Linked DNA regions of Zea mays: region 1 is linked to region 2. The links are chromatin contacts, called in public Hi-C maps. All regions are on one chromosome and are shown on one strand. The core of a region is the stretch at or near the end of the contact, and the rest is flanking DNA. Distances in the headings are between cores, read along the strand shown. Region 1 holds the start of LOC100382780. Region 2 holds the start of LOC100279219 (Nucleobase-ascorbate transporter 12).

Evidence for each region. Hi-C and Micro-C count contacts between places; a contact is called where the count stands out from the background.
Region 1: a contact with region 2 is called in a Hi-C map of tassel, with 2.5 times the contacts expected there. The contact joins the promoter of LOC100382780 here to the promoter of LOC100279219 in region 2. A contact is called at or near these places in 5 of 25 Hi-C or Micro-C datasets (bundle sheath, ear, leaf and 1 more).

What each region holds. Positions count from the first base shown.
Region 1 is chr8:173,605,253-173,612,056 of Zm-B73-REFERENCE-NAM-5.0, forward strand. LOC100382780 reads left to right here and starts at 4,746. Exons shown (of 9, transcript NM_001175489.2): 1 at 4,746-6,246; 2 at 6,548-6,632; 3 at 6,709-6,793. The coding sequence starts at 4,791.
Region 2 is chr8:173,445,288-173,451,760 of Zm-B73-REFERENCE-NAM-5.0, forward strand. It overlaps LOC100279219 (Nucleobase-ascorbate transporter 12), which reads right to left and starts at 4,473. Exons shown (of 10, transcript NM_001152243.1): 1 at 3,856-4,473; 2 at 3,658-3,755; 3 at 3,388-3,558; 4 at 3,159-3,259; 5 at 2,491-2,626; 6 at 2,341-2,391; 7 at 1,944-2,231; 8 at 1,381-1,615; 9 at 988-1,274. The coding sequence starts at 4,315.

The sequences.
Region 1 (6,804 bases), core at 3,496-5,995, 160 kb after region 2:
CCACATTTGAAGCAAGTACGCTTTCCCCTTGCTTTATTCTTGTTGGGGTACTCCTTGCGTCCTTTTAATGCAGTCTTGAAGCGCTTGATGATGAGAGCCATCTCATCTTCGTTTAGCCCGGCCGCCTCAACTTGTGCCACCTTGCTTGGTAGCGCCTCCCTGCTTCTTGTTGCTTTGAGAGCCATGGGTTGAGGCTCGTAGACGGGTAATGGACCATTAAGCGCGTCGTCTACATATCGGGCTTCTTTTACCATCATGCGCCCGCTCACAAATTTTCCGAGTATCTCCTCGGGCGTCATCTTTGTGTACCTGGGATTTTCACGGATGAGGTTCACAAGATGAAGGTCAATAACAGTAAAAGACCTAAGCATAAGTCAGACGACATCGTGGTCCGTCCATCTCGTGCTCCCATAGCTCCTAATCTTGTTGACCAGGGTCTTGAGCCTGTCGTACGCCTGTGTTGGCTCCTCTCCCCTGATCATAGCGAACCTTCCCAGCTGGCCTTCCACCAACTCCATTTTGGTGATCATGGTGGCATCGTTTCCCTCATGTGTGATATTTTGAGGGTGTCCCAGATTTGCTTGGCGTTGTCCAAGCCGCTCACCTTGTTGTATTCATCCCTGCACAAAGACGCTAGTAAAACAGTGGTAGCTTGTGCATTTTTATTGATTTGCTCGTTAATAAACACAGGGTTATCTGTACTATCAAATTGCATTCCATTTTCAACTATCTCCCAAATACTAGGATGGAGAGAGAATAGATGACTACGTATTTTGTGACTCCAAAAAGAGTAGTCCTCTCCATCAAAGTGTGGAGGTTTACCAAGAGGAATTGAAAGCAATTGAGCATTAGAATTAAAAGGAATACGAGAGTAATCAAATGAATAATTTGAATTAACTGGTTTCTTTTTCTCGTCATCATCGTCTCTTGGTGAAGAGGAAGATTCATCGCTGTCGTAGTAGGCGATCTTCTTGATGCGCCTCTTCTTCTTTCCATCTCCTTTCTTATGACTCGAGCCTGAGTCGGTTGGCTTGTCATCTCTAGGCTCGTTGAGGAAAGACTCCTTCTCCTTGTCGTTGACCACCATCCCCTTTCCCTTAGGATCCATCTCTTCGGGCGATTAGTCCCTTACGTGAAGAGAACGACTCTGATACCAATTGAGAGCACCTAGAGGGGGGGTGAATAGGTGATCCTGTAAAAATCAACAACTAATAGCCACAAAACTTGGTTATAAAGATGTTAGTGCAATAGAACCAAGTGGCTATAGAGTGATCTCTTGCGAATCACAATAATCACAAGGAAAGACAACACAAGAGACACAATGGTTTATCCCGTGGTTCGGCCAAGTATAACACTTGCCTACCTCCACGTTGTGGCGTCCCAATGGACGAGGGTTGCACTCAACCCCTTTCAAGTGATCCAATGATCAACTTGAATATCACGGTATTCTTCCTTATATCTTTTTCCATTTGCGAGGAATCTCCACAAGTTGGAGCCTCTCGCCCTTACAAGATTGATCACAAAGAAAGCACGGAGTAAGGTTGGGGAGAAACACACATAAATCCGCAACACACACACTCACACAAGCCAAGACTTAAGCTCAAAATGAAACACAGAGAGTTCACAACTAGAACGGAGCTCAAATCACTAACACGATCGATTAAGTGCGCGAAGACGGAGTGTGGGAGTATTGGATTGCTTAGTGAATGCTTGGGTTACTCCTCCATGCGCCTAGGGGTCCCTTTTATAGCCCTAAGGCAGCTAGGAGCCGTTGGAGGCCAACAAAGAAGGCCGAAGTTTCCTTCTGTCGGGTGGTGCACCGGACAGTACGGTGCACCACCGGACAATCACTGTAGCATGTCTGGTGCGGATCTCCTTTCTAATTTGGCGCAGCCGACCGTTGCAACTCCAGGCTGGTTTGGCGCACCGGACACTGTCCGGTGCACCCAGCCGACCGTTGGCGCGGGCCACGCGTCGCCCGCGGATTGCGCGGCCGACCGTTGCGCTGGCGGCCGATGTCTCACCGGACAGTCCGGTGCACCACCGGATAGTCCGGTGAATTATAGTCGTACGCCGCCAAAATCTCCTGAGAGCGGCCAGTTCGCCGGAGGCTGGCCTGGCGCACCGGACACTGTCCGGTGCACCACCGGACAGTCCTGTGTGCCAGACTGAGCTGAGTGTTGGCTGCTTAGAGCCAAGTCCTTTTCTTCTTCTCTTTTCTCTGTTTCTAGCATTTAGACAAAACATGTTAGTACTCAAACCAATGTACTAAGTCTAGAAACGTACCTTGTTACATAATTTGCACTTCTCTCTTCATTTTGCACATAATAACTTACTCACTATGTGTTGGACACTTAATCACCAAAATATAATAGAAATGGCCCAAGGGCACATTTCCCTTTCAAAACTCTTGCGTGTTTTTGTGTTCATTCCTTAATCTCGCAACAAGCAAAACGCTTAGGCCCCTCCTCATCTTAGGATTTAGGGCGGGTGCACTCCGCCACCCGGTCGGAGATTTCCTCTCCGACAACGCTGAAGAAGAAGAGAGCTTTCACTGATGTTGCCGTTTGATTGAACCTGTATGAAACTATGTGTGAACATGTGAAACTACAATATATATTTGAAGAACATGTGTAATTCGTGTGATTGAAATATCTGTGTGAACCTGTAATATCAGTGTAAACTATGTGAACCTGCAATATTTGTGTGAACCTGCAATATCTGTGTAATATGTGTGAACCTGCAATATGTGTCAACCAACGTGAACCTGCAATATTTGTTTGAAGAACCCGATTGTTCCTTTTGTCGACAAAAACAACAATGAATCAAGCCAATTTAGTTGCACATGTTCATTGATCTAAAGCATCAGGAAACTAAATTGAACATGTTGACAAACTAAGATAATACATACGCCATTCAACCTGACAAACTGAACCGAACCTCTTGACAAACCGAGTTCATTCCATAGTTATGTTCAAGTCTTCCATAGATACGAGCAACACATTCACATAGCTTAATATCTAGCTCATGCCTTACAGCAGATTGACTACATCACAAAAGACCTACTAGATATCTTATAACACAAATACTACAAGCAGTCAATGTGCTAAGCATTGCCTCCCAAATTCTAGTTCCTCATATGATCTTGAATCTCTTCAAAATTGACATCTTCCAAAGCCCATTCCCCACCATTCATCGTGTGGGCTTCATCGTCTGAGTTGTTGTTGTTGTCAAAATACTCAGACAAGGGTGGTGAAGGACCAACCTAGATGAGTACAAATCGATACGATGCTTCATCTAGTGATTGAGAAAGCTCATGAACGCACCACATCAATTGGTTCACCAAAATCTCTTTATTTGAAGAAGGGTCAGAACAATGTAGTCAATAAACAATGCCTTCAAAATCAACACTACTTTCTACATCTCTTCAATGACGTCTTTAAGGCCAGTATAGACCTCTTTGTTCCTAGCATACTGCAAAACAAAAGAAACAGAGCATCCATTTTAGTACCCAATTCAGTTCATGCCACCATACTCGATTCAGTTTAGCTAAGGTTCTACAAACATTCAGTACAACTAAATTTAGTTCTTAAAAAAGTATTGCGTCTGTTATAGACACAGTTGATGCTGATGACGCTTGAGTGGTGATGGTCGAAGTGCTCCATGAGTGAGGCTATTCGGTGGACATCGTTGGAGGAGATCGAGTGGAGGAGGAAGAATCCATACCGAAGGCTACACCGTTGACCATGGGGGAGGAGGATGAATCCTTACCAACGACGGCAGCTGGCGGCAGCTTGTTGAGTTGATCGAATGCGGCGAGCTCAACCACTATTCTCTTCTTCTCCTCGTCAACATTGCAGGGGAGGACCTTCGACGAAGGAGCTTGACGACGCTGGAAGGAGGAGCCTCTAGAAGAAGTTAGGGTTAAGTCACAGACGAGGGTGAGTTGAGGAATGTGAGGACATCAACGTTTTTTATCGAGGTGTGTGCTGTTAGCAAACCTTCATATGCAAATCTCACTTTTCAGACGAGTTGTCGAGCCCGGGAACACCAAAAGAGCGACGACGTGTTGCCGAGCACTACTGGATCCAAATATACACCGAGTCTGAATAGTTGGTGAGGCAGGTATCAAATACTTCCTCGCCTAAAGTCCAAACAACGTCCAAACTAACGATGTCAATGGGGAATTCCCGACCGGTTTATAGCATACCATACTCATCCGGTCATCCCCATTATGTTTGAACTATCCCTATACCTATCTCCATCCCCATACCCATTCCCATTCGGGTTTCGGGTCCCCAATGGGTCCCCATCCCCCAATTAAGGGATAACTAGGTACTAACAGCAAGCACAAACTATGCAAATTTTAGACATCACCACATCAGCAAACACTCAACCATGAACCATGATCTATTCATTCATCCATCAAAAAAAATCAGTACTTTTGGACCAATAGAAGAAATGGAGAAATGGAGTCTCCTCACCTTCTTTGGTCACCATCTGAGTTCGTTGGCGTCTGAGGATCCATGGTCGTCATCGTCGTCCTAGGCTTTTAGCAGTCGACGGTGCTCCTCGTCGCTGGTGAAGTCGCTAGTGTGTAATAACAGTCGACGGTCGACAATTTTTATCTCGTGCCCTAAAAAAGAAATTCCCCACGGATTATCAGGTATCGGTCCCTGTTGACATATGTAGTCCAAACAACGTTTTTCATAAGCCGTTCGGCCGTGGAGCTGGAGCCAGCAGCGGCAGAACCACGCTAAAATCTCGCCCAAATCATCCCCGCCCCAGCAATGGCGACCTCCTTCGGTTTCGGCAGCTCCGCGACCGCGGGCTCCACGGCCTCCTCCCCCTTCTCCTCCACCCCATCAGCCTTCTCCTTCTCCCAGCCGGCGTCTGCCTCCTCCCCTGCCCCCGCCTTTGGCTCCTCCCTCTTCTCCTCATCCTCCGCCGCCGCTTCTTCTGCTCCAACTTTTGGGTCCTCCCTGTTCAGGGCCTCGTCCGCCGCCGCCGCACCCGCCTCCTCTCCCGCTTTCGGATTCGGATCCACCTTCTCGTTCGGTCAGTCCATGGCGGCGGCCTCATCGGCCGCGTCCGCGCCATCCCTTTTCGGTGCAACGCCCGCATCCTCCGCTGGAACAACCCTTAGCTTATTCGGCGCTGCTACCTCCGCCGCAAGCAGCCCTGGGTTCTTCGGCGCCACCTCCACTGCCGCAAGCAGCCCCGGCCTCTTCGGTGCGTCCGCCACTGGCTCTGCGGCAACCTCCCCGAGTCTGTTCGGTGGCACCTCGGGCCTATTCGGCGGGACTTCCTCCGCAGCGACCACCCCGAGCCCATTCGGGGCCACCTCTTCCACGGCGGCGACAGTTAGTCCGTTCGGCGCCGCCTCTTCTGCTGCGTCCACTCCAAGCCTCTTCTCTGGAGGGGCCACGGGATTTAGCTTTGGCTCGTCGGCGTCCGGTTCCACCACTACCACGGCCGCCGCCCCGGCACCATCATTTGGCTTCTCGTTCAACTCGGGGCCGGCCGCGTCAAGCACTGCATCCACGCCGACATCAGCACCGGCTTTAGGGTTTGGCGGCGCCACTGGCTCGTCGCTGTTCGGGTCCACCACCTCTGCGCCCCTCTTCAGTACCACCACCGCTTCTTCTCCAGCGTCTGCTGCGACCACCACGCCATCCTTTGGGTTCTCTTCTTCGCCAGCAACAACCGCTTCCGCCCCATCGTTTGGCTTTACACCATCATCAGGAAGCGCGACGACCGCGAACACGGCTCCTTCTTTGTTTTCATCATCCGCCACCACACTAACCACACCGGCGTCCTCGTCCTCCACTGGCTTCTCCTTGGCCACTTCGCAGGCTGCACCTGCTCCCTCATTGTTCTCTACCAGTGCAATAGGTAGCTCGTCTGTCACTACGCCTGGATTTTCCTTTGGTTCATCTTCGGCAGCTTCTACACCAACTTTAGCCTCTGTGTTTGCAACTGGTTCCTCCACTGTGCCATCAGCGGCTGCAGCTTCTGCAGCATCTGGGTCGTCGTTCCCAGCTGTTTCTACCAGTGGTTTTAGTTTTGCAGTTGCGCCATCATCATCAGCAGCTGCAGCTACTGCCACTACCACCACTGTCACAAGTGCTTCTACATCTGCAGGCATGACAACCACGGCTCCTTTGACTGGAACAACGGGGTTTCCAAATTTTAATCTTCAAACAACTACCCCAGCTTCTACCTCATCTCCCACACTGGCATTTGGTGAGCTTACATGGTTATTCACCATCTGCAGTTCTTCAATTTTATGTCTTCAATGAGACGATGACTGAGGTTCAGCGGTATTTTACCATGCCTACGTGTCTGGTTTGAACCAATTATTATGCTTCTGGATTTGGTCCCAATGTCATCATTGTTACAGCATCATATTCACACACGAAGTTACAGCCTCCAGTTTGTAGAACATAATAACATCTCAAATGAATCTACATCATTGCTTCAGGTCCCAACATTATTGTACCTTCACTATACTAACCATTATACTTGTATGTTTTTCTTATACTAGGTGTTTCTACTACTGCTGCTAGCTCATCAGCCACCAGCACCACAACTCAAGCAACTTCCTCAGCTGTTCAAGTCAGCAGCACAGGGTTGTACAAGTTTCTTAGTCTATGTCTACTACTAATTCTTGATTCTGAACTGATATTTTTCATTTACTTTGTGCAGTCCGACTACTACTACATCTATCACTCCAGCAGCATCCCAAGCACCTAAGCTACCATCAGAAATTGTTGGCAAAAATGTTGAGGAGGTATTGCACTA
Region 2 (6,473 bases), core at 3,223-5,722:
AGGGCAAATAAAAAGAAGAATATCATTGAAACCACTTGACCCAAGGAGCTGAAGATCCATGCTCAAAATGGACAGCAATAAAAGTCGCTATCCTTCAAGCCTAAACAACCAAACATGTACTTTAGCACATCAAGCATCAGATTTTTTACCTACTACAACTATCATACTTGACTAATTTCAGTTGAAGAACAAGCTTAAACTGGCAAGCGTATAAACCCTTCTAGTGTCTTCGTATGCTATCTTCTTTTCACCGTCCCTTTTTTAAGTTGAACAATAGAATCCCAAAACTATTCCATTTGTGCAGCAATAAAGCCTCCCAAAGTTTAATTTTGCTGCACTATTTTATAACATTCAAATGGGTTGTTTATAGCTGGACATTATGTAGTCAGACCCCTTCAACAATCTATTATCTATGATACTCTATTCTTATCGATGCCACCTGGCCACCTGGGTGCTGGTCGACAATTTCAGCACAGGAACAAGCTTAGGTGGTTTGCCTTCCTCGTAAGCCAGCGGCATAAACAAGTGGCGATGTGTGCAGAAACAGGGTGGGGAAGAGAGAGACACTGGGGAAATTAGCACTAGAAACGGGGTGGGGAAGAGAGAGACACTGAGTTCTGTTCAAGGCTATGGACACAAAGAAGAGGGATGGTGACAGGGTCCGCATGACAGTGGCACAAATGGACATGCAGTTACGGCACCGGAAACAATAGGGTGGAAGCATGTCTCAGGCAAGCAAATCAGAGGCTCATATGACCCAGTTAAGGTTGCAGTTTTATTGACCTGAATTTTAGGCATTAATACCCACTTTTAAACTATATAATGCACAAATAAAAAAGCAGAATAGGATAAAGGATTCTGGTGGAAAAAAAGATTGGAAGTTTGAGTACATACCCCGCCCGATCCAGTGTGAACAGGTCACAAATAAAAAGCAAAATAGGATAAAGGATTCTGGTGGAAAAAAAGATTGGAAGCTTGAGTACATACCCCGCCCGATCCAGTGTGAACAGGTCCATGAGATGCAACAACGTATGGTTGAAAGTAAGTTGGCACTGATGAGTTTGCGCTAGGATGTACACCGTACTGCTGGAAGTAAGAAGGAACTGATAGGGACAAGAATAAAGCCAGCCCAACTATAATACTGTTTCTGGAGCTTCCAGTAGCACTGTAACGAAGATTGGACAAGCCAAGAGCACAGAGCATAGCCCACATGAAGCAAAGGAGAGCAGCAACCATAACATCAGGAATAGAAGCAATGAATGCACCGACTTTTCCTACAAAAGAGTCATAATAACAGTGATAAGCAAGAACCTTTGATTACCTTTTCTCACAGCATGAGAATTTTTTCACTGAAATGAAAATGCAAAATAGTTTTCTTACCAACAATAGAAAGCAGTATAAGTAAAATAGCACCGAATCCAACTGCTCGTCGACTACCCATTTTAGTCACAGCAATTGTGTGTACATTCTCTGTTATTGTTGCAGAACCAACTCCTGTCCCCCAAAGGCCAGCCAAGACTGTAGATACACCCTCAACACCAATGCCTCTGCTAACAACTCCAGAGGTTGGTGGCCGGGTAGCCACAAACAAAGACGATGCATGGTAGGAACCGACCTTAAGTTGAAAAGGCACAAACATATTGTTAGGAGAGACAAACTTGAACAATAAGTATACTGGAGTCAAATGGTTGCTTCTGAACTTTTAATTATAAGAAGACACTGTCGTTACTAAGCTAGCTAATTTCCAGGAACCATTAGCAGAGCAAAACATGTGCCCAAGAAGAAGGCCTATGCCAAGTTGATAAAGGAGTTTACAAATGAAGGTAGTGTGCTACTGGGGCAGATCCAATCCACATAATGCAGTGCAAATTTATTATGAAACTTAAAGACACCGTGCAAAATATTGTAGTTAGGATCAAACTTCAGAGGAGTCATCAACTTACAGAATCAACAGAAGCAATAACTGATACAACACACATCACAAGGCCCATTTTCCAGGAAAAAACTGGAGTTCCCCACTGCAATGGATAGGGAAATCTGAACCAGGGTGAAGATCTTAAGGCATGCGAAGTGTCTACACGGCAAGATCTCATCCTCAATACATGCTTCCGACAAAAGGCTGATACATTATTTGAGGCAGGAATATTTGCATCACAACCTTTGTAGCTATAAACTCCAGTTGCTGTGAGAACGAAAGCAACAGCCCATGTGATTCCTAATCCAAGAGGAACCTAAAGAGGCAGCATCAGTAGTTCAGAAATTAGCCTCTCATATCAACCAGCATGCAGCACAGATCCACACATTCAATCAACATCATAACTTCATAAGAGAAAATCTTACCGCATAAATAAGAAACACTCTGTACCCAAATAGCTTTATTTTCCGGAGGTACTGTCACAAGTTAAATAGATAATGGTCAGAAAAAGGACAAAAAATGTGTTATTTGCATTATATCACATTGTGTCTAAAAATGATTTCCTGCATACTCACAAGTGCAAAAATAACCACCATCAATAACTGCAGAATTCCCATCTCTATACATGTCCCAATTTTCGTGAAACCATAACTGAAAAATGAAAGCCCAACAGCTGCCACTGTTGGCGAGACAACAACTGGATTTATCAACCTGAAATAAGCAGATGAAGACAAATCACACAAATAAGATATATATCACCCTGAGTATTACTACTTGTCACTGTAACATATGGTGAATTATACAACAAAAAGACGAGGCACATGAGTAATTCTATTCATCAGTTACAGAAACATGAAAAGATGTTTATGTCTGGGAGACAAACAGTTTACACAATTACACTTAGAAACCAACACAAAGCGGCCAACCCATAACAACAATGATCCTTGTAGCTTTTAAGCCATCAATATTCAACAATATGTATGTGCATTGCTCCTACTGTATGGCCATGTTAGATGGTTTCAAGCTCATGCAAAAGTTGTTATATACTTCAGATATTTGGCATTCAGAAATCAGAACAAAACTTCAGGTCAAACCTTATATATCCTAAGTGTGTATGCCACCAAAAACATTTTTTTATTGATTCACTACTAAGGCCAATCATGTTTTGCATTAAATAATGATTTGCGCACGTAAAGGGATAAGAAAACGGGTTTATATTTTATCAAAAGAAAAGGAGGTAGACCTAAGAAATAGTGACATGAGGCCTGTGTATCCCAAAAACACTTGGAATGCACCTCCAATTATTATAGCTCCCTGCAGGTGCTTCATTATGTGTTTAAAATTCTGCAATGAAATGCAAATTGTTAAGCTCAGTCAGGACTGCTAGTAGAAAACAAACAGGCCTTGCATGACTGAAACATTTGCCATGTTCTAGGCATGCAACAACATAAGACACAAAAATTCGTGCATACATTATCATTGATCCCAAATAATTCTGGTGAGTTGATGATCGCAAGCGCAGGAGCCAGGTATACAAAGGATGGACCCTGCACAAGTGGCAGTCTCGTTCCAACAAACATGTGCAGCAATGTAGTCACCCCGGTGACGAGCAACACTGTGGATACCACTGCCGCCATGTCATCCTGACCCAAACACGACCAAATATAACCTAGTATTCAGTAAGAAACCCAATAAATCAGTAATGGTGCACGAGATACAACAAATTCAATTCCAGAACTCACAGCCGAGCCACCCATAGCAGGGACCATCACGAGAGGAATCAGGATGATTGAACCGACCATGGAAATATAATGCTGGAATCCGTATACCACCAGAGGAACTGCAACGCAGCTTAAAACCGATTAAATCAATGCACCGTCCATCATTACCCATAGCACACATCGCCCGTGCACATTTCTCTTCCTCCGTCGGGTACTCACATATTCCTGGAGTGTCACGGAGCTCGTACTTCACATGAGCCGGCCGCTCCGGCGCCTCCTCCTCCTCCTGTAGCTGCGGAAGCGAAGGCGCGGCTATCTGCCCATTCGGCCTTCCGCTATCGGAGTCCCTCCTCCTCGTCCTCGCCTGAGGAGGCGGCGGTGGGGGATGCTGCCGCTCGCCATTTCCCGCGGCGGCCGGAGGGGCCGGGAGGGTGGAGCTGGGCCGGGCCGGCGGGCCCGACTCCAGATCGGAAGGGGCCTCAGCAGGGCGAGGGAGGGGGGCCTGACCGGAGTTGTGGGCGGAAGACGAAGGCAGTGACTCGCCGGAGACGCGGGACTGGAAACCTGTGCGCTTAGCCCAGGAGAGCGGCTGCGCCTGCGGCTGCGGGGGCGGCGCCGGGGGCCAGGGACCGGGACGCCCGCGGCGAGGCTGCGGCAGAGCGCCGGAGGTCGACGACATCGCGAGGACGGGGTACCGCCGCGGGCGAGCGGCGGCGCTTAGGGAATGGTACTAGAAAGCGGGGGTGGCGCCGTGGCGGTGGTGAGGGTTTTAGGGGAGTGGCGGTGGGTGGGCGCCGTGGCGGAGGGGCGGGCGGAGGCAGTGAGGTGGACTCTTGCTGGATGTGGGATGCTTACAAATCCGTGCGTGCGGAGGCTGATGCGGAGATTCTGCGGACGCGGGCGGGCGGGGTCCGCGGCGTCAGAAGACGTTGCGGGTGCGGGGCTGCGGGCTATGCGCGGCGTGCGTTTGAAATCGGGATAGGGTCAAGTGTGACGGGTGTGGTTTTCCGACGCGGGTCATGCACTCATGTGACGAGTGGTGCTGCATGCGCGACTGTGAGGCGGTGAGGTCGTACTCTGGGTGTTTGGCAGCTATAGTTCACTATACCTAAAATTAAACAAATACTAGTGTATATCGCGCGACCCTGCGCGCGATATCAAATTCGTTTTGTATGATCTAAAAATTTATATAAATATTATGTATGACTTAATATAAAACATTTAGTATATATGTTAGAATTATAGGCATTTTCCGTATTATTTTAATTCCATAAATTAACATTATGATGATGACATATAAATAATTAACCATAGAAATCGTGATCTTAAATTGATCCATACCAATATGGATCAAGGGAACATAAAGCATGTAAATAAAATAAGTATATAAACATGGTTCATGAATTATTACGGAACAACTAAAAATAAGTAGATAGCAATATAAACAGCATGACTGTAAAACTAAAACAAACAAATATAACATATTATAAAATGACAGAACAGAAGAGATAAATACATGACTACATATGAAACTGCAGAGGTGAACATATGAATCATATGTAATCTGCAGAACGTAAAACAGTAAGTAAATAAACTGATCATACCCTCCGATGCGCTCTGATGATCCAGATCCTTGACCAGCTTCTTTTGTCATGTTGGAGATGTTTTGGGCAGTCGCGTAGACGCTCCCAAAAAACCTAATTGCCGATCCCCCGTGCAAGGTCTCGAACGGCACCGGCTTCGGAGGCACCTGCCCTCTCGCTTCTCTGTGCGCGCAGAGTCACGAGATGGAAATACCCTCACTCGGCGGCTGGACTGTGAGACTGAAAGTGTGTTCTCGCGTGTACCGAGTGACAGGGGTGCTCCTCTATTTAACCTCTCGCAGAGGGAAGCTGAAGGAGAAAGGTCGCCGAGTCACGCCAAGAGTCGGCCAGCTCTAGCCGAGTTATGCCATGAGTCGGCCAGCTCTTGCCGAGTCACGCCATAAGTCGGATTCTGAAGGAGACGGGTCACTCGGCTGGCTGGCGAAGAGACAGGGTCACTCGGCAGACGAAGAGACAGGGTCACTCGGCTGACGTACGCGGTTAGTGAGTGCTAAAAATTAACACAACCACGCCACGCCACGCCACGCCACGCCACGCCACGCCCGCTCGCCTGCCTGCCTGCCTCGCCTCGCCACGCCACGCCACGCCCGGCCCGGCCGCCGGCGGCGGCGGCGCGCGCGCGCGTGTGGCACGCCCTTGTCCATTTCTTGACTTCTCAAGTTAAGTGGAATAAATCCCACCATATAAGTCAAGGCAAAAGACCCTTGGACTTCCAATGTGGTACTATTGGTATTCTCCACCATTACACACCATAGAGTTTATTCAATAAATGGGCCAAGCCCATAAAAGATCCAACAATTCCCACCAAACTCTAGGGTTTGTAATGATGAAGTATCAGAATCACAATTTTTTGATATACCAGTGTTTCGATGGAGACTGTTAAGTTGAACATCCATCTAGAATAAGAGTTTCACTCATTCACAACTGAACAATGGACTATGCCTTGAATTGACAGTTTTGTGCGAAATAAGATTCACTCAAATCCTTTGCTGATACTAGGCTGCAGAAGGGTATTCCCGCTGTTTAGAAGCATATAAGTCACACTTCAGTGCCTTTCATGAGTATTTAGGGATTACCCAAATCCCATAGACTGTGACTAGCAGTCTGACTCATATAGGTGTATTCCTCAGAAGATGTTCTGTAGGACAACATCTCACCTTTATAAGACTCTTGGAATACATTAAGGTAAAAACCATCCTGCCTTACAGATAGGAAAGATGTGCATCAGAAATG